Regions from separate parts of the Mus musculus genome. Here region 2 is linked to region 1. Evidence: chromatin contacts called from public promoter capture Hi-C data. All regions are on one chromosome and are shown on one strand. Each heading gives the region's core, a stretch centred on a gene start, on an enhancer-like site or on the middle of the called end of the contact. The rest is flanking DNA. Distances are from core to core; before and after follow the strand shown.

Region 1 (3,753 bases), core at 814-3,313:
AGAAAAAGACCTTATAGGGACCATAAACATCTGGCTTTAGAGTAAACATGTTAGATCTTATAAACTAAGCCTTTTTCCAAGGGCAGTGAATTGATTGACCATTGTCAGAGCTATGCCCAGAAGCCTCGCCTGAGGCTTTTAATATTTCTTCATCATTGGCTGCTCTAACATTCATGAGATATTATTGCAGATGGACCCAACACACACACACAAATCATACAATAGCCACATGTCTGTTACACAAAAGGCATTATTAATTATGTTTGGTTTGAAGAAATAGAATTTCCCTATGAAAAATTGTAAAAGACAAGTTAAATAGAAATGAGCCAAATTTTATTCAAATATTTCCAAACTTCTAAATGCTTTCCAAATTTTGGATTGAGTGCTGTTTCTGCCTGTGTTTCAGAACAATTTATTTTTAGCCTCAAATACATGATCTGTTTTTCTACTAAGCTTTATGACTGCTGTTTGCCAGATCACTGCTGTGTTTTCCAGTTTAAACCTTGAACACAAAGCTCCAATCTCTATGGGAAATGACTCTTCACCCTGTGCCTCCTCAACCCTTAGGTACAACTCTGAGGATCAGTGAGTTTAGTTGGGCAACAGTGAGGTTTGATCAAATTTGATTTTAGTTTGTCACGGATGAAAAAATTCATTAATTTTGACATAATGAACATGGCGTAAACATCTCAAGAAAATTTAATAAGCACGTTATTATAAGTTTTGAATATATCAAAATAATTTCTATATGATCTAATATTAGGTTTACACTTGTTAAGTCGAAGCAGACGATCTCATCTAAGTTTTTCAAGCCATTTAAGATATACTTGAATTCTTACTGTAGTTTTAGCTACTTTGATAAAGACATAGAACGCTTCTGCACTTCCTGTGATATTGGGCCCTTGAGATGAACACAATTTGTTGCAGCATTGGTAGTGTCTATATAAGTATTTGCAGTTTTTATTCGTTGCATTTGTTGCTAACTCCCAAGTACTTCTCTTAGTTTTTAGTTTATAAGACTCAAACAAGAATAATAATGCAGAAATTATAGTCCATTTAAAAAACTATGACTTGCAATTAGCAGCTGTTCATGGGACTCGTAGACTCTCACTGCAGCAACAAACACATTTTGCCTTTTAAAAATTCCCATCTTCCTCTTACAACACCAGTATGTATACTCTTCAGAAACTGGGTGGTAGTAGTGTTTAAGTAATCTATAAAATGGAATTGGTCAGAAATAACTTCTGCCATCAGATCGGTGTCTATTCTTGAGTCGTTTCTCTATGAATGCTTATTAGACACATGTGGAATCACGCTAGCCACATGTTTTTATGTTTTACTCTTTTCATAGCATATTGCTACTGAATAAAAGAATTTTACGGTTTCTGGTAAATGGCGCTTTACAGTAACTGCCCATTTCCCAGGAAGCTCCCGTACTTAGTGTTGTTCTTAAATATCCTCATTATCATTTTCTTTCTTCATTTTTAATTTGAAATTTATTTTACTTTATATGTATGCGTGTTTGGTCTGCATATATATATGTGTGTGTGTGTACCATATGCATGTCTGATACCTAGAGAGGCCAGAAGAAGGCATCAGATCCTCTGAAACTGGCATCACAGATAGTTGTAAGCCACCATGAAGGTGCTCAGAATTGCACCCTGGTCTTCTAGAAGAGCAACAAGTGTTCTTAACTGTCGAGCTATCTCTCTAACCCCCAATACCTCATTTTAAATTGTAATTCTTCCCTCTAGTGAGTAATGTAGGGCACACATTATGCGCTAGGCTTGATCTTTGGTATTGGGGCTGCAATGAGGAAGACAAACAGACCCAACTTTCTGCTTTTGCAGAACTTAATGTGTTGGTGAGAGCAATGTTATTATAGCAAGAGTTACACAGATGCATGCATGAAACCTTAGTCATTACCCAGGAAAGAGGCTCAGGGGACAGCAAAATAATGCAACTAAGGGGAAACTAAGCAACCTGAAAGAAGTTGGCGGCAAGGTCTCCCTAAGGAAGTTCAGGCTGAACTGAAGGAAGGGCAGGAATGAGCTGGGTAAACAAAACCTTGAGGATCTTGGCTGAAGCTACCAGGAAAGAAAGGGATAAAGGTCAAAAGGGATAGAGTCGTGTTAAAGTTTGACTTTTAGTCCAAGAACAATGATAACTCAGTCACTAGAAGTTTGAAACAAAGTGAAATGATGGGTTTATTCTGAAAAAGCATGCTTGGGTCGGCGATAGGGAAGTGTAGGCACCAGGGAGACCAGAGTGGAGTTCAGAAACACAATCAGCTTCTTTAATAGGCCCAGCAAAAGGCAATGGTCAACTGGCAGCAAAAGACAGTGAGACCTATACCATGGAACAATAGTAAAGATGAAAGATTCACAGGCATGGAGGGGCATGGAAGTAGGAGAGGAAAGAGGTGACCAGGGCAAGCCTGGGTTTGTAGCAGGGTTCAGCTTGCTAAGCATTCATTTATCTATATATCTGTCTGTCTGTCTGTCTGTCTGTCTGTCTATCTATCTATCTATCTATCTATCTATCTATCTATCTATCTATCTATCTATCTATCTCCTTCCTCCCTCCCTCCCTCTCCCCCTCCCTCCCTTCCTTTTTTTTTTTTGTTTTTTTTTGTTTTTTTTTTTTCAAGACAGAGTTTCTCTGTATATCCTTAGCTGTCCTAGGACTCACCATGAAGACAAGGCCTGCCTTGAACTCACAGAGATCTGCCTGCCTCTGCCTCCCAAATGCTGGGATGAAAGGCGTGAGCCACCACCACCATCTTTTTTCTTTTAAGGGTATGAGGGGAGTTGTTTTTGTTGTTGTTGTTTACTGCTTTTCGTTTTTCAAGACAGGGTTTCTCTGTATAGCCCTGGCTGTCCTGGAACTCACTTTGTAGACCAGACTGGCTTCAAACTCAGAAATCCACCTGCCTCTGCCTCCCAAGTGCTGGGATTAAAGGCATGCGCCATCACCGTTTTGTTTGTTTTGTTTTTTGTTTTTTTGTTTTTGTTTTTTTTAAAGAAAAATATGGCCTCTTGTCTGATTCCACTTAAAAAATTTGAGTAAACTGAAAATCAAAAAAAAAAAAAAAAGCCAGCTAGATTTATTGATATAAAAGCCATTAGTAACTCTAGAAAGAGCTATTTAGGACATGATGGTCAAAGCTTTCAAGAGCCAGTTCCTTTTTTCCACTGTGTGTGAGCGCCTGACTCACCAGCAATAGGATCCTTCTGCACACGTTTATTGGGAGAGCTCAATTACAGAGGCGAAAAGACCCTGAGCCAAGAAATGGCGCTGCTTATATAGGCCTAGGAGTGACATGTCCATACCTGATTGGTTATGCTACCAGTACCTCATTAATATGCATCGGGCCAGGCAGTGACTCGGCAAAAAACTCTTATGCACATGCGCACATTGGTTGTTTACCCATAATCATGGGCGGTGGCCAGTGGTAGCCAGCGCCATCTTGTAGTGGCGTTTGCTGCTTCCCACAACTGTGGAATTTTAGGATTGGACTCAGGGCATCAGGTTTGCATGACTTGAGGTTTTTTATTCCCTGAGACATCTTATATCTTCCTACTGTGTCTAGTTTCCTTTGAAAGCTACTTTACACACACACACACACACACACACACACACACACACACACACACACTCTTGTATACACACACACTCACATGTACAGTCATACACACATGAGTGTACCACCTGTGCACATGCATACACACGCATACACACACTTGTGCAAAC
Region 2 (3,753 bases), core at 811-3,310, 410 kb before region 1:
ACAATGCAGTACAATACAATACAATGCAATACAATACAATGCAGTACAATACAATACAATGCAGTACAATACAATACAATGCAATACAATACAATGCAGTACAATACAATACAGTACAATACAATACAATACAATGCAATACAATACAATGCAGTACAATAGAATACAATGCAGTACAATACAATACAATGCAGTACAATACAATACAATGCAGTATAATACAATACAATACAATACAATGCAATGCAGTACAATACAATACAATACGGCAGGGCACACTGTGCACTTACATCTGTAACACTGGGGAGATAGAAACAGGGGGATCCCTGGGGCTTCGTGGCAAACACTGGGTTTACTGGAGACACTGTTTCAAAAAATAACACAACACGTAGAGCAATTGAGAAAGAGGTGCAAGGCTTTTCACCTGCATACAAGGGCACACTCCCATACAGGTGCGCACACACAAACCCATGTTCACACACACAACTGGTAAGGACTATTGCTTGACAAAAAGGCTTGTCAGAGCTCTTGTGATTGCAGTGCACCCAGAGTTACGTTAAGTCCCTCTGAGCATCCCTAGAGCTGTTTGCTTACCAGTACTGCCCCCTAGAGGCCTGGGGGTTTTCAGCTGTGTGCTTTGACTGACTGTACCATCTGTAGATCTAACTTGTCGACCGACACAGTTGCTCCGGGTTATCCCGGAGTGGGATGGGTGTTTTGTTTTTATTTTGAGCTTGACTCAGATTTTTTTGGCTTTATCTCAGGACTCGGAAGCAGCTATCAAACCCCCCAAAGAACCCTTGTGATGAGCCAAGCGGAAGTGTGAGCAGCAGCGGACCCAACAGCAGCAGCGGGGCAGCTGTGGCTTCTTGTCCCCAACCTTGGGTAGTGTTATCAGTACATGAGCTATGAATTGCTTGATAAGTATTCTTACTCATTGTCTTCTTCCTTCCTGATGTTCAGAGAAACTGAACTCTGTTCCAGCTGCCAACTGCTCTCAAAATGTCTTTTAGCCTTAGTGCCCAGCCAGTCTTCAACAAGTGTTTAACCTCTGGGCCTCTCATCTTCTTCTGTATAACTCTAAGATCCAGCTTCATAAACGCCATGTGATTTAGGACCCGGGCAGTGCTCAGTTCCTTGAGGTCTCATGACTTTGTGGATAGCTAAATTCCCTTCATGGCGCTTGACAGGCTATAGAGAATTAGATTGCACATTTAATTAATCTCATTTAAATCATAACAGGGGAGAAATGGTTTCTGCATGTGTGTCTCTTTTAAATAAAAAAAATTTAATTTTAAAAAAATCAAAATTCCATGCTGCAGTAGCAAGCAGCTTGTTGGCTCTGAACTTCATTCAGAAGCCAGGGCTGCTGAGCTGTGTGTCCCGTCCCCCCCAGCTGTCATAACTGCCGTCCACACCAACTGCCGCTGCACACGTCAGAGAGAGCTGGGGAGAACCCAGTTCCCAAACCCGGAGGAGAAGCAGCAAAAACAAATCTGCTCCTATCAGCTGCCGTCCACCGCAGCCAGAGCCCTGGAGCTTGGGCGCTTCTTTCTAGCAGAGAGGCACATGGTTGGAAGATTTGCAGTGTGCATCTTGGCTGGAGCTAGAAATAAGGAGCCTATGCCCTCACACAGCAGGCCGCTATATTGACTCTGCAATACGTCATTGCAGAAAGACCACTGAGGAGGAGGAGACTAAGGGTGACGAGTGTTGTGAAGAATGGAAAGGGAGAGAAAACAGCTCCTGAGAGTCACCCTCATCCCCAACATCACTGTCCCTATCCCCTGATTGACTCCACTCACTAAACCTCCCTACCCTTCCCTTGATGAGAAAGATAGGTACAGATTTTTTTTTTTTCTATGCTCTTTACTGTTGAGTTCTAGGTCCTCCCTGTGGAGGGCTCCTTTCTGAACTACACAGAAGTCCAAACCTTGGGGCAGTCCTTCACCCGGTCACTTACTGATAAGGAAAGACTTTGCCGGCCTGGGTCCTGTGCCCAGAGCATGGCCTACTTCTGTTCTTCCTCTTTCTGTTTGATTTCTTTTAATACCTAACCTGTCTGGCCTGAGTGCAGGCCAGTCGGCTCTGCTCAGCCTGCATTGCAAGTGTGCCGTGAGTCTGAACCATGCAAACAATGACAAAAATGGTTTGTTGAGTAAAGAGAAGTGCTGTTGTGCTTATCTGGGCCTCTCTCAGCACTCTGCCTTCTGAGCTGCCACCTATGAAAGAACAGCTTGGGGATCCCTGCAAGATAGTAGTTACCCATACTCACTAGCGGTCGTAATTACCTGGGACTTGATAGCATGCTTAAATGAATTATATATAGACACATACACACACATACACACAAACAGCGGTAGCCCAAACCCACATATATGGCCTGGCTGATGGGCAAGTACTGGTGATACCTAAGGACACTTGTATAATTTGCAGCAAAACAGGACCCTCTATGGATCCAAGATTCTTTTTTTTTTAAAGATTTATTTATTATTATATCTAAGTACACTGTACTAAGATCACGGACTACTCTTCCAAGGACTGGGGCTTGATTTCTTGCACCCATTTGCTGGCTTATAGCCAGCCATCTGTAACTCCAGTTCCAGGGGATCCAGTGCCCTCTTCTGGTCTCCATGGGCATCAGGCATACACACATACACAGATAGATATACATGCAGCCACAACACCTGTACACATACATGGTAAAACTGTAAAAAGGAAAATGTACGTTTAGCTGGAGACAGTTGACAAGGCGTTTCTTTCCAGCTTCACCTTCTGTGTGGGTGAGCTCGACTACGGTTGAAGGTTTATCAAGGTGGCTTCTAGATCACAGCAGTTATCCTCTGAACCCTTTGCTTTTCTGTTCTGCAGTTTGTGGTCCTAGAGAAACACCAAGACCCCAAGAATGGGAGTCTGCCTGCGGATGGTACGAATGGTGCAGTAGTAGATGCTGGCCTGTCTCCCTCCCTGCAGCTCGGTGAGTCGGTATTTTACCTTGATCAAAAGTGTTTTCCAGCCGGGTGGTGGTGCCAGTGCACACCTTTAAACCCAGCACTTGGGAGGCAGAGGCAGGTGGATTTCTGAGTTTGAGGCCAGCCTGGTCTACAGTGTGAGTTCCAGGACAGCCAGGGCTATACAGAGAAACCCTGTCTCAAGGAAAAAAAAAAAAAAAGTGTTTTCCACTGAGAAATGTCATCTAGTCACAAAAGGCCATTGGCCTTGTCTAAGCTGAGTGAGCCCTGGGAGGCACTGACACCACGAGAGAAACACATTTGATTGCATCTCCTCTTCTCTTAGCCCCTGAGCTGCTTAGGACTGCAGGCTATCCCTAGTGTTGGTTCTCAGTCGTTGCTTCGAGTGTAGCTCCCCCGGGGATGGAAATAGCTCTCCCCAAACAGGTTCCGTGGCCTGGAGGGAGTGTTCTTATTGATGAAAGTTGATCTGGCTTTGTTCTAGGGATTTCAGCATATTCTAGTCTTACCGGGAGCTAACCCTCAGCCAGGCTCTAGGCTGAGAAGTCCAGTCAGACCACTAAGGGACCATAGATCCGAGCCAAGTTCTCAAGCTCCCCTGGAGCGTACTCTGCGTCCTTTGCTGTGGTCCCTCTGCCAGGACTTGTACTGTGATCTGTCCCTTGGGTTTGGAGCTCAGATATCATTATCCTCCTTACAGCCCAGAGGGCAGCACTGAACATGCTTTGTGTCCTAAGCCATTGGGAAGGCAAAGGAAATCTTTGAGCCAATAAAAACAGGT

The links. Capture Hi-C pulls out chosen DNA fragments and counts their contacts.
Region 2: a contact with region 1 is called in a promoter capture Hi-C map of liver. The contact joins two enhancer-like sites. A contact is called at or near these places in 1 of 39 promoter capture datasets (neural stem cells), 1 of 15 datasets of contacts at CTCF or cohesin (the NIH/3T3 cell line), 4 of 484 Hi-C or Micro-C datasets (the Patski cell line, bone marrow-derived macrophages, embryonic fibroblasts and 1 more), 1 of 115 datasets of contacts at active chromatin or transcription factors (embryonic basal ganglia) and 3 of 9 other capture datasets (adipose tissue, embryonic stem cells and liver).

What each region holds. Positions count from the first base shown.
Region 1 is chr3:129,271,666-129,275,418 of GRCm38.p6, reverse strand. The region is part of intron 18 of Enpep (glutamyl aminopeptidase); the gene reads left to right. Among named protein-coding and RNA genes, the nearest start is that of Enpep, 59 kb to the left of the region's middle. Within about 2 kb of position 2,063, at least 10 of the 459 cell types and tissues checked have an H3K27ac peak or open chromatin away from gene starts, as enhancers often do. A contact at or near this core is called in liver, where this site is marked.
Region 2 is chr3:129,680,323-129,684,075 of GRCm38.p6, reverse strand. Egf (epidermal growth factor) reads left to right here. Exons shown (of 24, transcript NM_010113.4): 22 at 765-885; 23 at 2,872-2,977. Among named protein-coding and RNA genes, the nearest start is that of 6330410L21Rik, 72 kb to the left of the region's middle. Within about 2 kb of position 2,060, at least 17 of the 459 cell types and tissues checked have an H3K27ac peak or open chromatin away from gene starts, as enhancers often do. A contact at or near this core is called in liver, where this site is marked.